2 separate regions of the Zea mays genome follow, and region 1 is linked to region 2. Evidence: chromatin contacts called from public Hi-C data. All regions are on one chromosome and are shown on one strand. Each heading gives the region's core, a stretch centred on a gene start, on an enhancer-like site or on the middle of the called end of the contact. The rest is flanking DNA. Distances are from core to core; before and after follow the strand shown. Region 1 has its middle 39 kb from the start of LOC103635458. Region 2 holds the start of LOC100283197 (lactoylglutathione lyase).

Evidence for each region. Hi-C and Micro-C count contacts between places; a contact is called where the count stands out from the background.
Region 1: a contact with region 2 is called in a Hi-C map of endosperm, with 2.5 times the contacts expected there. The contact joins the enhancer-like site here to the promoter of LOC100283197 in region 2. A contact is called at or near these places in 5 of 25 Hi-C or Micro-C datasets (ear, endosperm, leaf and 1 more).

What each region holds. Positions count from the first base shown.
Region 1 is chr8:82,005,035-82,012,235 of Zm-B73-REFERENCE-NAM-5.0, forward strand. No RefSeq gene overlaps it. Among protein-coding and RNA genes, the nearest start is that of LOC103635458, 39 kb to the right of the region's middle. Within about 2 kb of position 4,592, at least 18 of the 20 cell types and tissues checked have an H3K27ac peak or open chromatin away from gene starts, as enhancers often do. A contact at or near this core is called in ear, endosperm, leaf and 1 more, where this site is marked.
Region 2 is chr8:81,953,777-81,960,461 of Zm-B73-REFERENCE-NAM-5.0, forward strand. It overlaps LOC100283197 (lactoylglutathione lyase), which reads right to left and starts at 5,082. Exons shown (of 3, transcript NM_001156099.1): 1 at 4,649-5,082; 2 at 4,435-4,543; 3 at 2,715-3,334. The coding sequence starts at 4,830. The coding sequence ends at 2,960.

The DNA of each region.
Region 1 (7,201 bases), core at 3,342-5,841, 51 kb after region 2:
TAACTGCCAGCTAGGTTGATCCCTGCAATAAGCAATGAAGAAAAATCAGAAGTACCATAGTCCTGCCATTTGTATTGCAATATGATTACTCATGTGCCACTCCGAACCAATTTTTTAACATAAGCCTTTTATGTATTATAAGTTTTGGAAGGCTACTTACGTTAACAATTATTGCAAGAAACAAACCCAGGCGGTGATATGTTAGCTACGTCTTTTGTTGATGCCAATGGGAACAGACAACCAACACATTGCAATGGCATTTTTCTTTCCCCTGAATAACCTAACTAACAAAACACATGAGCTTGGTTTAGTTCCGGAGGCGATGACTTAAGATGGTTTCTAAAGAATCGAATAGGCGACTAGAGAGGGTTGAATATGAAATTTATGTGCTGAAATACTTTTGGGTTGCTTCTCAATGCTACACCTAAACCTCAAAACTCCAATAGACACAACAGGGATGTGTAAGCGTTAACTGGTAGCAAGATGTTCCTGAAGGTCACCAAAAACACAATGAAGCACTCAAATTAGCTAAATATGTCTTTGCAGGAGAAATCTTCCAAAGTTGTGAAAATGAGCGCTTAACTTCATTAAAGGTAAAGGAATTGCTCAAACCAAAAAATATATATCAACCAACCAGTAATTTAATGCTTTAGAAATGTTTCTATGACACACATGAGTCTAACAAAATAGATGGATTGTAAAACGAACACCGAAAAGTACAAAATGACCAAAACCATATCGCTTACTCAGTCATTTTTAACATCTCAAATTGAAGTTCAAAAATGAAAAATAAATCCAAACAGACTCCGATTGAGCTAAAATTTGGCAAACAACTTCACTAGGGACTTTCAAATATGTTTACAAAATTTGAACCCCAAAAAGATTTAAACTTCAAAGTCAGATCTGAAAAAATGAATTCAAATTGGGGTTCTCTCAAAATTGCTCAAGGGATTGGAAATTCTTGCACCATGTGAATCAGCCTATACCACTTGGTGGCCATCATCCAAGAAGGTCCTTGCAAATTTCTACCAAGCCTAAATGACCCTAAGAATGTAGATTCTTTAAATCCCAAAAACTCAAACCACAGGAACCACACAGGTAACTTACTCTATACACATCCCCCACGTCCTAGACACGTGTCCTACCTATCCACAACAGTGTTGACGGCACGATTATGTCTGCCATGTCCTTGAGCCTATTGGTGTCCCCAGGTGTCATCCTTGGCTAGTCACCTTGCTTCTCTAGTTTCTTTGTCAAGTCTCAGTGCTCGTCTTTCACCGCTCTGAGTCCATCGGCACGAACCTGTATGACCTTCACCCATGCCATCGACTAGCATCTATAGACTCACCTGCAGACAACAAGCCAAGAGACATGTTGCACTCATACCTAGGTTAGTCCACACGACTCAACCCAAGACGCTACACTTGTTGATAATCACTCATCACAACTAGAACCACTAGAGCACATATCAACCTTGTGTTTGCAATCATCCCCTTGGTGAGTGCGTTGTTAGCACCACCACACAAGCATAAAGATCAACGGAAAAAAGGAAGGAAGAAAGGAAGAACTCACTCAAATGACAAAAGGCTAGATAAAAGCCAAAACCAAGCCATTTAGAATGGGCAAAGTTTGGTCCACAAAGATATGGGCAACAACTCAACATGTCTAAGAAAAAACGAACTAGCCCTCAATAAGAGGCAGAAAGTGGCTCAACACCACTAGCCAACAAAAGACAACCATAAAGCCGAGAGCAAAGCTAGTCCCTCTAGAAAGAGATAAAAGACTTGACATGACTAGCAAAACATCTCCCAATACTCCCCCTGATAGAAACAACTCCCCCTGATAAAGAGCCCAAAGCCTCATAAAAGAGCACACTATCAACTAGATATTTATGTATGCGTATAACGCTCCCCCTTGTTGATAAGTGCACTCTGTAAGAATCGTTCATATGCACAGAAATTTGTAGCTCCCCCTCAAAAGAAATTTCCCCCTTAGGATATGCATGAGAGTAGAAGGAGAGGCAGAAAATGCTTTAGGAATATAACAATTAGAATGTAAAAATGCTCTAAGTGGTGTTGTGCGATGTGTGTAGCAATATATATAGGTGCTAGCAAATGCTCAAACTGATCATATGCACAAGATGTGTGAAATATAAGCATTCAAATCGGTTTTAAGCATGTCAAAAATAGGGGTTCACCACTAAAACAATCTAAACATATGTTAGCAAGAAATCAACAAAGTGCTAGTCAAAGGTGTACAAGGTGAACTACCTCGTACAATGATCTTTCATCATGCCAATGATAGAATTAAACTTGTATTTGCTCAATTTATCAGAGTTTGCAGCGTGACACAAGTTTCACTCAAAAATATATGAGTGTGAGAGGTTGTAAATATTGTCAAGTCTAACTTTTCAACTAGGTGTAGCCTATTAGAGCTAAAGACACCAGTTTCAATCATATACTACACTTCTCAAGATCTTCTAATGTCCTTGTAGAAACAATCTCGATACAGTGATGTAGTGAAAAATGCAAACCCATCTCAATCTTTCTATTTATCACTTATCATGACTTAAAGTTTAGCAGGGTATGACTAAGATAGAGAATCATTAAAAAGCATGAAACATAGCAACCTAATATAGTAGTGGTAGCAAAAAGGATCTCAACACATCTTACACATACTAGTTGCCAATCTTAGTGGTGAACAATTTTCAGATTTAGCAAGTATTAAATAGAGTTCACAATTTAAAATACAAGCTTAGCTCAACAAAATTGTATCAATATGAGCAAAGGGAGTCATGGTTTGTGTCATGCTAAACAATACTTAGTTGTTCAGTGGGATCACGCTACTAGGCCTTTACAAAGCCCCTCCAAGTCTATTATACACCTCCATTATAAATTTGGCTATAGAGCTAACTTATTTCTGACATTTTTTAGAAATTCCAAAAAAATAGAATTTAGGGTGTTTGTGTGTGTGTTGTGCTTGGTGCTCGCCAAGGCCAAGTCTTGAGTTCCCTTAGATTGAGGGAACACAATAGTGGCATGGGAGAATCTCACCAGAGAAATCAAAAGAAGGTGTCAAAGGTCTCATCATGGGCTCGAGGCACATGAAGGTTGTGCAGTGGCGAGTTCGTATTGTGGTGAGTCAATTTAAGGCTACATCAAGCAGTTACGTTGATGTAGTTGTTCAAGGCATCGTCCTTCGCGTTAGTGAACTCTGAGATGCTCTAACAGTGGTGTTCCCCTCCTCTCCTCCTCAAGTATCATCCAAGTTGCGAGCATGGTATATGGGTAGGGTCTAAACGGTACTGATATTATCCGAGCATTCGACCAACAGAGAGGCCAATTATTTTGTTGGATAGTTTTTTGGGATATCTGCAACATATCCGGATTTTGGTTTACAATCTAAATAGTATATTTTGGATAGCATATACAGATATGAGATGAATAATATCCATCGAAATCCAGATATCTTCTTGGATATCCAGATATCTTTTCGGATAGCTATGTGCATTTTGAAGTTTTTCTACATAAAGAAATTAATAATACACAAATAGCCTCTGAAATTTATGAAATTTTATGGAGGCACAACATATGTCCACATATAATTCAATAAAATGTTTAGATCATAAAATCCACAAGATGTATGTCTTTCTTTCATTTCACTTCCATTTGTTGCGTGAGTCACCCATGAAATCACTCTTAAGTATCAAACTTTCAACATAATCAATACCTCACTTTATCATTTTCAAGTGGGAACTTGACGTTATCTTCTTATAGAAATTAATTAGTCATGGTAACTTATTTGCAATTTTCGGTCAACCCTAGAATAGTTTATGAATTTAATTGCATTTTGATGATTTTGCTCAAAAAGAAATTAATAATACACAAATAGCCTTAGAAATTTATGAAATTTTAGGGATGTGCAACTTATGTCCACATATAATCCTCAAAATAGTTTCGACCATAAAATCCAAAAGACACAAGCGTTTCTTCCATTTCACTTCCACTTGTTGCATGAAAGTAACACCCTAAGATTCTAACTTCGGGGTTAGGAAGATTTATCCCAAGATTTCAATTAATGTGGTTTTCTAACAAAAGGTTAATAAAAACGGCCCTTCTGAAAGTGAAATCATTATTTTGTTAAATAATGTAGTTAGCTCATTCTCTAAAATATGTAAGTTAGAATATCCCTTAATTGGGATTATACATCAGAATATAATTACCCTTAAAATAATAGGTGATAAAACATTAAATTTTTTGGAATAAACTTTTAGTTTGACTACATATCCAAGATAATGATTTATTTAACAAGGAATAGGTGTGTTGCATATTGGAGACATTTCCTTAAATAAATAGGTAAAGTAACTAATATAGAAATAAATTTAGTTGCATCTCATGATGGGTTTTTTTATCTGTACATTTGAACCTATGTTTGAAATTCAAAACATAGTTGGCTTTGTAATTAAAATTAAACAAAAGAGAGAAGAAAAAAAGAAATAACAAACCTGGGCCGGCACCACCATCCCGGCCTGCTCCCATTTTCTCCACACAACCGCCCGGGCCGCCTCTACCCCGGCCCACTTGCCTGTGCATTGGCCACGGGCCACGACCGGCCTTGGCTCCACACTCGGCACCCGCTCATCCTGGGATTAGTCTCTTCCAGGTGGGGCCCGACAATAGGAGTCGTCATCCGGAGTTCTACGGATGTCCAAAGACACCGCGAAAATCGCATGTTCGTTGGTCGATTGCGTTCCGCGGTAGGGAATCTCGTCGGGTGGGGATATAAATCCAACCCCATTCATCCATCTAGATTGGCCAATGTCGATCGGAGAGCACCGTCACGCCAAGAGAGGGAGAGGAATCAAAGTTGCACCACTATCGGGCAAACTGCGGAGAGGAAGCGAGGGAAGATGAAGCCGCCGCCACATAGGCATCTCACCTTCACCGTCGTCCGGGCCTCATCGTGTCGTCTAGCAGAGTTGCCGAGTTCCCTCCCGTACAGAGATTATGGTTGGGGCTTTGGGGAATTCTTTGTCGGACATTCGCAGGGTCGCCTGCACCGTGGGTGAAGGGAGTCATGATCCAATTCAACGTTAACATCCGCCTTATGGCTGGGGCTTTGGGGAATTCTTTGTAGAACATGTCCGGTGATGGGTTAATGCACCAGGGCGTCGGATCGGCTTGCTCCGGTGAGCTTTGCCACCGTGGGGCAGGCCATCGCCGCCGCTGGGCGACGTGTGGGGGAAGAGATATCACATGTCACTGGTCCACAAACCGATGGCTAGGATTTAGCCATGCATACCTCTTCGACGTGGTGGCTGCGAACCAATGGATCGTTGTTGAACGATTCTGATTAGATCCCTAGCATACCCTTTCGCCCTAGGATCTTGGTCGTTAATCTGCTAAACGGACGGGTTGTATTAGATCTCATTTCATAACGTCGTGACTGTAGGATTAGGATCTTGCGGCCTTAGTTGCATACCGGTTAGGGCTACGGTCGATCTAATCAGTGCCACCGGTTTCAAATCGAACGGCTGTGGTTAGTCGATACCCCTTCGGCCGAGAATAATTGCATCATAGTCCCTCTCGTTTTGTTTAATAAACCCACCATCTGTAGCAGTTCAAAAGTTATTGCAACTTAGTCCTAGAATTTATGTTTTCCACCTTGATCTATTTAGAAATTGTGTCTGCCATCCCGTAGACCATAAAAGTACATAAGAAAATACAGAAAAAGAATTTATAGGTGTAAAAATAAAGGGAAACCTTAGAAAATCCATAACTTTTGCGATTTAACTCCAAATTGGTCTATTTTAGTTGTGTTGGCTTCATAATAAACTTGTCTACACACTAAAACATTATTTGTATCATTCACATGCTTTTATGATGGGATATTTATTTAACTTATGTTAGTTGATTAATCATTCTAGTCAAAGTCAATCTGACTATAATCTGACTAAAATATGATCTCTACTCAAGATATAACTTAGATTAAAATTGAGTTAGTTATTTATTTATAATATTCTTCTCACATGCTTTATATTATTTAACAGAGGATATACTTTTGCTACTTAACCACCTAAATCTTCTGAAAACCATACCTTTCAACCATAACTCCGATTTTAGTGATTCTCGAACCTACAATTTCGTAGTAGCGTGTAGAGTACTCTTACATTGTTTATTCATATGCTTTGGTGTAATGTTACCATACCCATTATTTGCTTGATTGTATGTATTGCTACACATAGAAGCCAGGTGACATCGGAAGACCAACTTGGTGAAGTACCTGGATTCTAAAGTATAAGGCAAGTTGTGCCCTTGATCACTCTTCTTTACGTAATAATGTTCCTGTTAATCAATGTGACATGTTTAGGTTAATTTGATGTGACCTAATAGGTTACCCTAGTTTTGATTACCCCACACCTTGCAAACAAATGAACTATTGGGTAGATTGGTTATGCTCTACCTGGTTTTTGGGAAGTAACGCTAAATGACATTTGATCATGCTTTATCATTGTTATTGGATTATTTATTGTTCATGACAAGAATATGGTGTTAATTAGAACATGGAGCTTAACTTGAGATAACAGTGCTACCACAAGGGTGGAATGAGACACCCTTAGCTGATTAATTAGGAAAGCTAGTGGAGGACTACCTTACTTGAAAGGGGCAAGGGCGGTAGAGGAGTTGCTGGTATAGGGAGGTTCTCGGGTCGATCCCGTTGTGATCGCTTTTCGGATGAGGGATTCCTATACCACAAGGGTGTCACAAATTGTTGAGCGATAAACGTATGTGAGCTCACTCTTGCTGTACTCACCCCCTAGGTCAAGAACATGTACCGTCAAGATGAGGAGCATGAAGGATGCAGTGATGAGTTCGTGAGAGGTATAGGTCGTCGTCTCCTAGTAACCTATGGTTGTGGAGGATCATTGTCATCATATGATGTAATTATTTAGCTATTTGTACAAAACCTCTATTATATAATAAAGATGTGACATTCATTTCTGTACCATGAGTCATCATATGTGTGAGACTTGATTCTAGCACACATGTGATTCACGCCTAGGTTTGCCCTTAAATACGGGTGTGACAATGAGTTAGATGTGAAATCACTCTAAGTATCAAAGTTTTAACATAATTAATAATTCACTTTATCATTTTCATGTGAGGACTTGAGGTTATCTTGTTATAGAATGTTTATCATT
Region 2 (6,685 bases), core at 3,832-6,331:
GTGGAGATGGCTGTGGAGAAGGTGGATCCCTGAAGGGCGATGTATGTGGCGGAGACGGTGGGCCACCATGAGGATGAGGAGAAGGAGGGTCAGAAAGAGGATGAGGAGCAGCATGTGAAGTTTGAGGAGGTGATGATGGATGTACAATAGGAACAACAATTTGAGAAGGTGGAGACGGTTGGGCCTGCGACGACGGCTGTCGTGGTGGATCAACCAATTCGACATCCCTTCGAGGCCAAAGGATAAAATTCTTGATAGCTTGTCCAAGTGTCTCGATACCTTCGGGCCCAGGGATGTCTAGCATGTCGTCCTCGTATCCTTGGACGACTGTCGTCACTTCTACCCTGCAATATTCTTCTGGAATGTCGTTTCCATGGAACTTGCGTCCTGGGATCGCAAGGCCTGTGGCTACTTTCTTTGTACGCTGATTGTTAATACCATATCTTATAACTAGTGTGCATGCCACAGGCCTTGTGATGTCATCAACTGGATAGTGGACCTTATTTTCCGTTGACGCGACAGAGCTTGGGATGGTCGTACCCTCGGTGGAAGCCGGCGTTTGAGCTGCTGGAATTATTTGCATCTGTGGAGTGGTCATCTGTTGAACAGACATCGCACTCGCCATCGCCAATTGCTGCATCAATTCTAGAGGAGGATTCGATAGCATTTCAGACATCAGGCCTTTGAACTCTTTCTTGGCCTCCTCCTTAAAATAATTCGCCATCTCTTCCTTGTATCGATCACGTTTCTTGTACAGACCTTCCCATTGTGGTTCGAATCCTTCCTTCCATCCTTCCTTAGATGAGATTCCTCGTACATGACCAGGATGCTCAGGGTTACCGAGACCAGCCGTTAGAATGTCTCTCTCCCTTTGCGGCTTAAATGTTCCTTGGCTCTGCTTAGCTGCAATTGCATATATGTTTTTTGCCACTTCTTCGGCAGTGGGATCATCAAAAGATATACCAGACTCAGTTTCCCTTAATTTTCTAGCACGGATCCAATTAGCTGTCCTTTCACCAAGTTGCTCGGACAGCGTCGGCAACCCTGCAGCCTTCTTCTCGGCGTCTTCTTGTCTCCATTTAGGAACCTGACGCTTGTAACCACCTGTGTCAAGGTGGTGGTGGTATTTGTTCTTCTTAGATAGTTCCGAATTTGCCTCACTTAGCGATATAAAATCAGGGCTGCTCCTCTGCTCTAGAAATACTGCCCACTGACCTGCTGAGATTTTATATTTTTTCGTCGGGTCTAAGTCTTTCTTTGCAAACTTTGTATTTATCTCAGACCTCCAGTTTCGGAAATTGATTGCAAACTGCTTAATCGTGTATTTTTTCACGAGTTCTTCTGAACCCCGAGGCAAAACGAACCTCGTTATTAGCTTATTCCACATTTGATTCTTGACATCATCTGATACATCTCTCCACTGTCGGATTGTGATGTCAAGATTATCTCTAACTAAGAACCCAAGTGCATTCCGGAACTTAGGCAGTGCCTCTTCTGGCGGCTCTGTTACACCAACCGCCAGTTAAAATATCCTATTTCCACTGGCGGTTGTGTTAAGATAACCACCAGTGGAAATAGGTTTCCACTGGCGGTTCCCAAGCCGGGCCCACCTGGTTTTTTTTTACTGACGCGCGGTAACTGAAACCGCCAGTGATAATTTATGTGTGCCGTAGGCTTTGAGCTCTTTTCTACTAGTGAAACCAACGGTTTAAATCGCTAGCAGATAACCTATCATCCTTAGTCAATCAAATTCAATGGATAATATCTTTACATCTTATGTATTGTATTCGATTACCCGTGAAAATAGAGACCGAATTTATATCTATTAGGATTAGTTTGAGAAACTTATTTTCACAAAGTATTTCCATTTTAGCCCTTAGTACTAAAAAATCTATCGTATCGATTTGGGTGAGCACCATCGAACCACCGAGCACCGTCTTCCTGGACTAACCTATATGGAGGTCACCACCACTAGCTAGGGTTGAAAACGGACGGAAAAAATCCCGTCCCGACCTGTACCGTTTTCTATATTTGACCCGACCGTTTCCGTATTTACGGAAAAATATGGAAACGGGACGGAAACGGGAGATGGCTTATTCCGTCCGTTTTTGCGGGATCCCGTTTTTTTCCGGATTAAACCCGTATTTATTCCGTATTTGATAATATGGGACGAGCCTAATATGCATTAGCATATAAACTAAATTCTCATGTGTTTAGCACAATTGGCCATTGTAACCACTGGCTCTTTTCAAATAACAAGTGATCTAAAGTCTTAAACAACATAGGATGTAGCTAAATGTACACATTTAGCAACCAAACAACAATAGAATGTTGCCTCTCTATATCTATTTGTTTTATATTATTGTTCTGTCAATCAATCACTAGTCAAACATTAATAACATTTCTATTTGTATTAAATTATAAGTTTCCGTTAGTATTTCCGTTTCCGTTCGTTTTCGCAATTCCGTTTATCCCGCTCCCGTTTCCGTCCCCGACTATTCCGGATCCAATCCCGTTTCCGATGATAAAATGCGGATACGAAAACGGGAGAGGGGTTTTCCGTCCGTTTTCCGTTTTCATCCCTACCACTGTCCATCCCTACCACTGTCCACTAGCTAGTTGATGTCGATCTGGCGGCGTTAGTGCTTCACGTACGCTGTTTTAGTAAGTAGATCGATCGACACGGAACGCAGAAGAAGATATACACAAGGATATGATGGAGTGGACGCACTAGTCTCTTCACTCCCACCGTACCATGGGTTTATTCTTTACTAAAAAAAAGCTAGGCAGTTTGAGTGCACTGCACATACAGCACCTACACCCACGCACGCACGCACGCGCATGTACAGAGACGCCTCTTGTGGTCGTGACTCGGCGCTCGTCGATCCATCGTGCCTGCTTCGTCACCGTCCGCGCCGAATCCATGCACTGGCGTCGTCGTCAACAAGCTAGTAATTAATCACGCGCACGAAATGTGCGACGACGACTCCTCGGCGACGCGGATGGCTTGCGCCGCCGTGGCCGCCGACGGCATGCACTGCGCCGCCGCCGTCGTGACCGGAGCGGAAGAAGCAGGCACCACGCTGCCCTGCTGCTGCTGCTTGACGGTATTGACCGCCGCCGGAGCCCGCCTGCAAGCGGCCGGCGCGCGCTGCTGGTCGCCGGCGAGCGGGACGACGGGGAGGTTGTCGCAGTTGCAGATCTCGATCATGAAGCCGTCGGGGTCGTGGAAGAAGATCTGGTCCACGTTGATGCCGCCCTCCTCCACGCAGCGCTGCACGTACGGGATGCCGATCTCCTTCAGCCGCCGCTCCACCGCCACCATGCTCTCGCACTGCAATTTAATAAACACACATTAATATAATTAAACGTCACCATGAAATCGAGACATTTTACTCCGCCGGCCCTAGCTAGCCAGCAGACACGCCCTATACGATCTGATTTGGTGGGGATGTGACGAGTCATCGTCAACAGCTAGGCGCGCGTCCGTCCTTATCATCGTCCACCTCACCATCGGTGCATGCTGAGTCAGGATAGACATACACGACTGATCCAGTACCGACAAGGACATACGGAGGATGATGAGTATTCCAAGCGACACACACAAGCAAAGGGACGCACAAAATGCTCCTTGTCCTGGCTTGATTACTCGATTTATAGCCTACCTAGAATTAGGACGTGCATACCGCCGGAATGTGAATTAAGCTCTAGAGTACTTGTAGCAGAAAGGTACTAGCTAGTCCAATCAATCTCCAACGAAAATGATATTAAGGGGGAAAATGATATTATTACACAGTAATGTATTATTAGGACTATATATATATATTAAATACCCTGGTCCGTATTTCGTTCCGGGCCCCTGCTGTACATGCATGTATACATAGGTACTAGGTAGTTGAGAACAGCATTTCCAAACTGTTGGCCCAGATCTCTTCTCTCTCACACGGGTTACTGTGCAAAACAGCAGCTGCAGCAGTGTGTGCCCGCTGTCTGTCTGTGTCAGCTAGCATGATTTTTTCGTACATGCCAGAACGCAAAAATTATTGTCGCTACATTATTACATCCCACGGCCACGACGATGCATATGCATCTCAATTCCCGCGTGCCACTGCCACATGCATGCAAGCGAACAAGGGTGAGGAGGGCCGGGGAGGGTGGTACACGTGTAGCGTACGTAGTATTACTAGCAAGGGAGGAACACCGATTTCAACTTCTTGTATTGATCAACTGTACTACGTAAAAGAGACCTAGCTAGAGATACATGGAAAGACGTATAGTTCACTGCTTGTTGTAGTGTGTGCCTTAATTTGCTGCACACGATGGAACGACGATCGACGGAAAAAATATAATCAAGATATGGATGGCGACAGAGACAGATATGGATGAAAAGGACACCGACGACGGCGAGAGGTGCTAGCTGTGGTGACAACTGACCTGGAAGGAGATATGGTTGTCCTTGGGGTTGATCTCTCCCTTCTCCGGCGGGAGGCTGCCGGGGTCCTCCGACTGCAGCAGGTGGATGCCGATCCCGTAGTTGAACAGCCTGATATATATATACCATCATATAATTATAAATCGATTGAAGGTACGTACGTACTAGTACTACAGGTATATATAGATTCAATACAGACACGACACGCGTACGTACCAGGCGCCGCCGAAGTCGAAAGAGCCGGGGCGGCGGATAGGGACGAAGCCGAGCACGTCCGTGTAGAAGCGCAGCGACGCCTCCACCGACCGGCACACGATGCTGATGTGGTTCAGCGACGCCAGCGGCAGCACGCCGCCGCCGCAGCTCGCCGCCCCCATCGTCGTCGTGCTCTTCACCATCCTCCTGCAGCGCTGTTAATTCCGATCCGCGCTATCTATCTGGTCGATCCTGCTGACAACCTATAGCTAGCTGCTGCTGCTATCAACTGGTATCAGAGAGCAGGGCGTGGGTAACCAAACAACAACCAATAGCGGTGGAGATAGCTGAGCGAGTGCGACAGCAATGCAAGCACTAGATGGATGGTCCGTTGCAACAGCAAGCAACACCTACGCACGATACGAATAGTTTGGTCTCTGGCAGGAGTGCGTGATGGAGGTGGTGTTTGTTGGGCATGGGACGGACTTTATAGACGATACTGGGACTCCCCACGTAAGACACGTGGATCCACGTCATCCTCATCGGGATCATTCCATTCTGTAGTGCACATGACATGAAGCTAGCTAGCTAGCTATAGCCATCAACTGACTACGATGCCGTTCACTACTAGCTTACACATGCATTTGCATGCAGTGTACTACTACGACTTGTTCCCCTGGCCACTCTTCAGGGTTGCAAACGAAATTAAATGAATAAATTCTTGGTCGGCCGTCGTCGGCGCCAAAACATAAGTACTACGGATTTTACTACCCAGCCTAAGCCTATATATGGATTCGGACATACATATAGTTGAGGACCGCTAAAACCAAATTAATGTCACAAAAGTCACCTAAACTTCAATCGAAAATTTCAAAACTCTTTTTTTTTTTCAAATTTTAGCTTAATGTTTAAAAACTAAATAAAATATTGAGAACTAACATTATTACGAGTATCGTGTATTTATTTACCGAACATCATCATCGGTACAAACCTAGAATCAATTAGCACAAGTCGAGCGAAATTCCTAACTCTCAGGGTACGGCCGGTGCACGACCGAATGCGGCCAAATTCGAGCGTGTCACTCGTGCAGCGCTGCGCGACGAGCAAGCTAGCTTTTGTACCCTGGCAGTTTGCACCATGCTCAGCTGGCTATTTGCGTCTCTACCATGCATCTTAATTAGGAGTATTAATTTTGTCTACCTGCTGCGGCGTGCTGGCTACGCGGTAGAGTTCCAGAGGCTTCCATGGAGGCTTGAGCGGCCGGTCCGCCGGCTGTAGAGGCCGCAGGATAGGATAACATCTGTTCTCTCCCGACCGGTGGGCATGGTCGTTCATGGTTGAGATCAGACGAATTTCGATAGCGAAAGCACTCCACAGAAAGCCAGATTTCAGTAACGAGAGCAGCCGCAGTTTCTAAGCTAAGCCCGCCATCCTGTCCCGGCCGCCCTGAGCAACATGTTAGCAACCATGTTAAATAAAAATCGAGTTACAGTTTTTTTCGATTTAAATTTGTAAGGAGTGTTGTATTCATGCTTCTTGATATATTTTAAAAGCTAAGTTTTTCTAAAAAATAGAATTAATCAGTTTTATTTTTAATGCTTCTAGAGAATAATTTTTAAATTTATAATGGAATAACAAAAGACAATAGAGTATGAAAACTCATCTTCTTTGCCTTAGCACTTTTATTCCATCTCTCATTTATGTTAAATGAGTTTACAAGCATATTTTTGACTCCTTAACACAAGGTGTGGCACCAAGGTTCTTCGGAAACTAAGTGACACGAAGCTATTGCTCTCGAAAAAGAACTTTATGTAGGACACTGTTAATATATTTATAAGTAATATAAACCGATTTTGTACAAAATTACAATTGCGCCCCTTGAGGCTTTATACTAATTGTTTACAAATGCCATAGAGACATTGTTGTCTTTTTCTTTCTTCACACTTATTGTGCCTTCGTCGTTCTTCGGTCGAGACCTCTTTTTCGCTGAAGCTGGCTACCTCAAATCACATCTTCGTTGTTTGTGCGCATAGATGAAGCTTCTCTTTACGTAGCTTC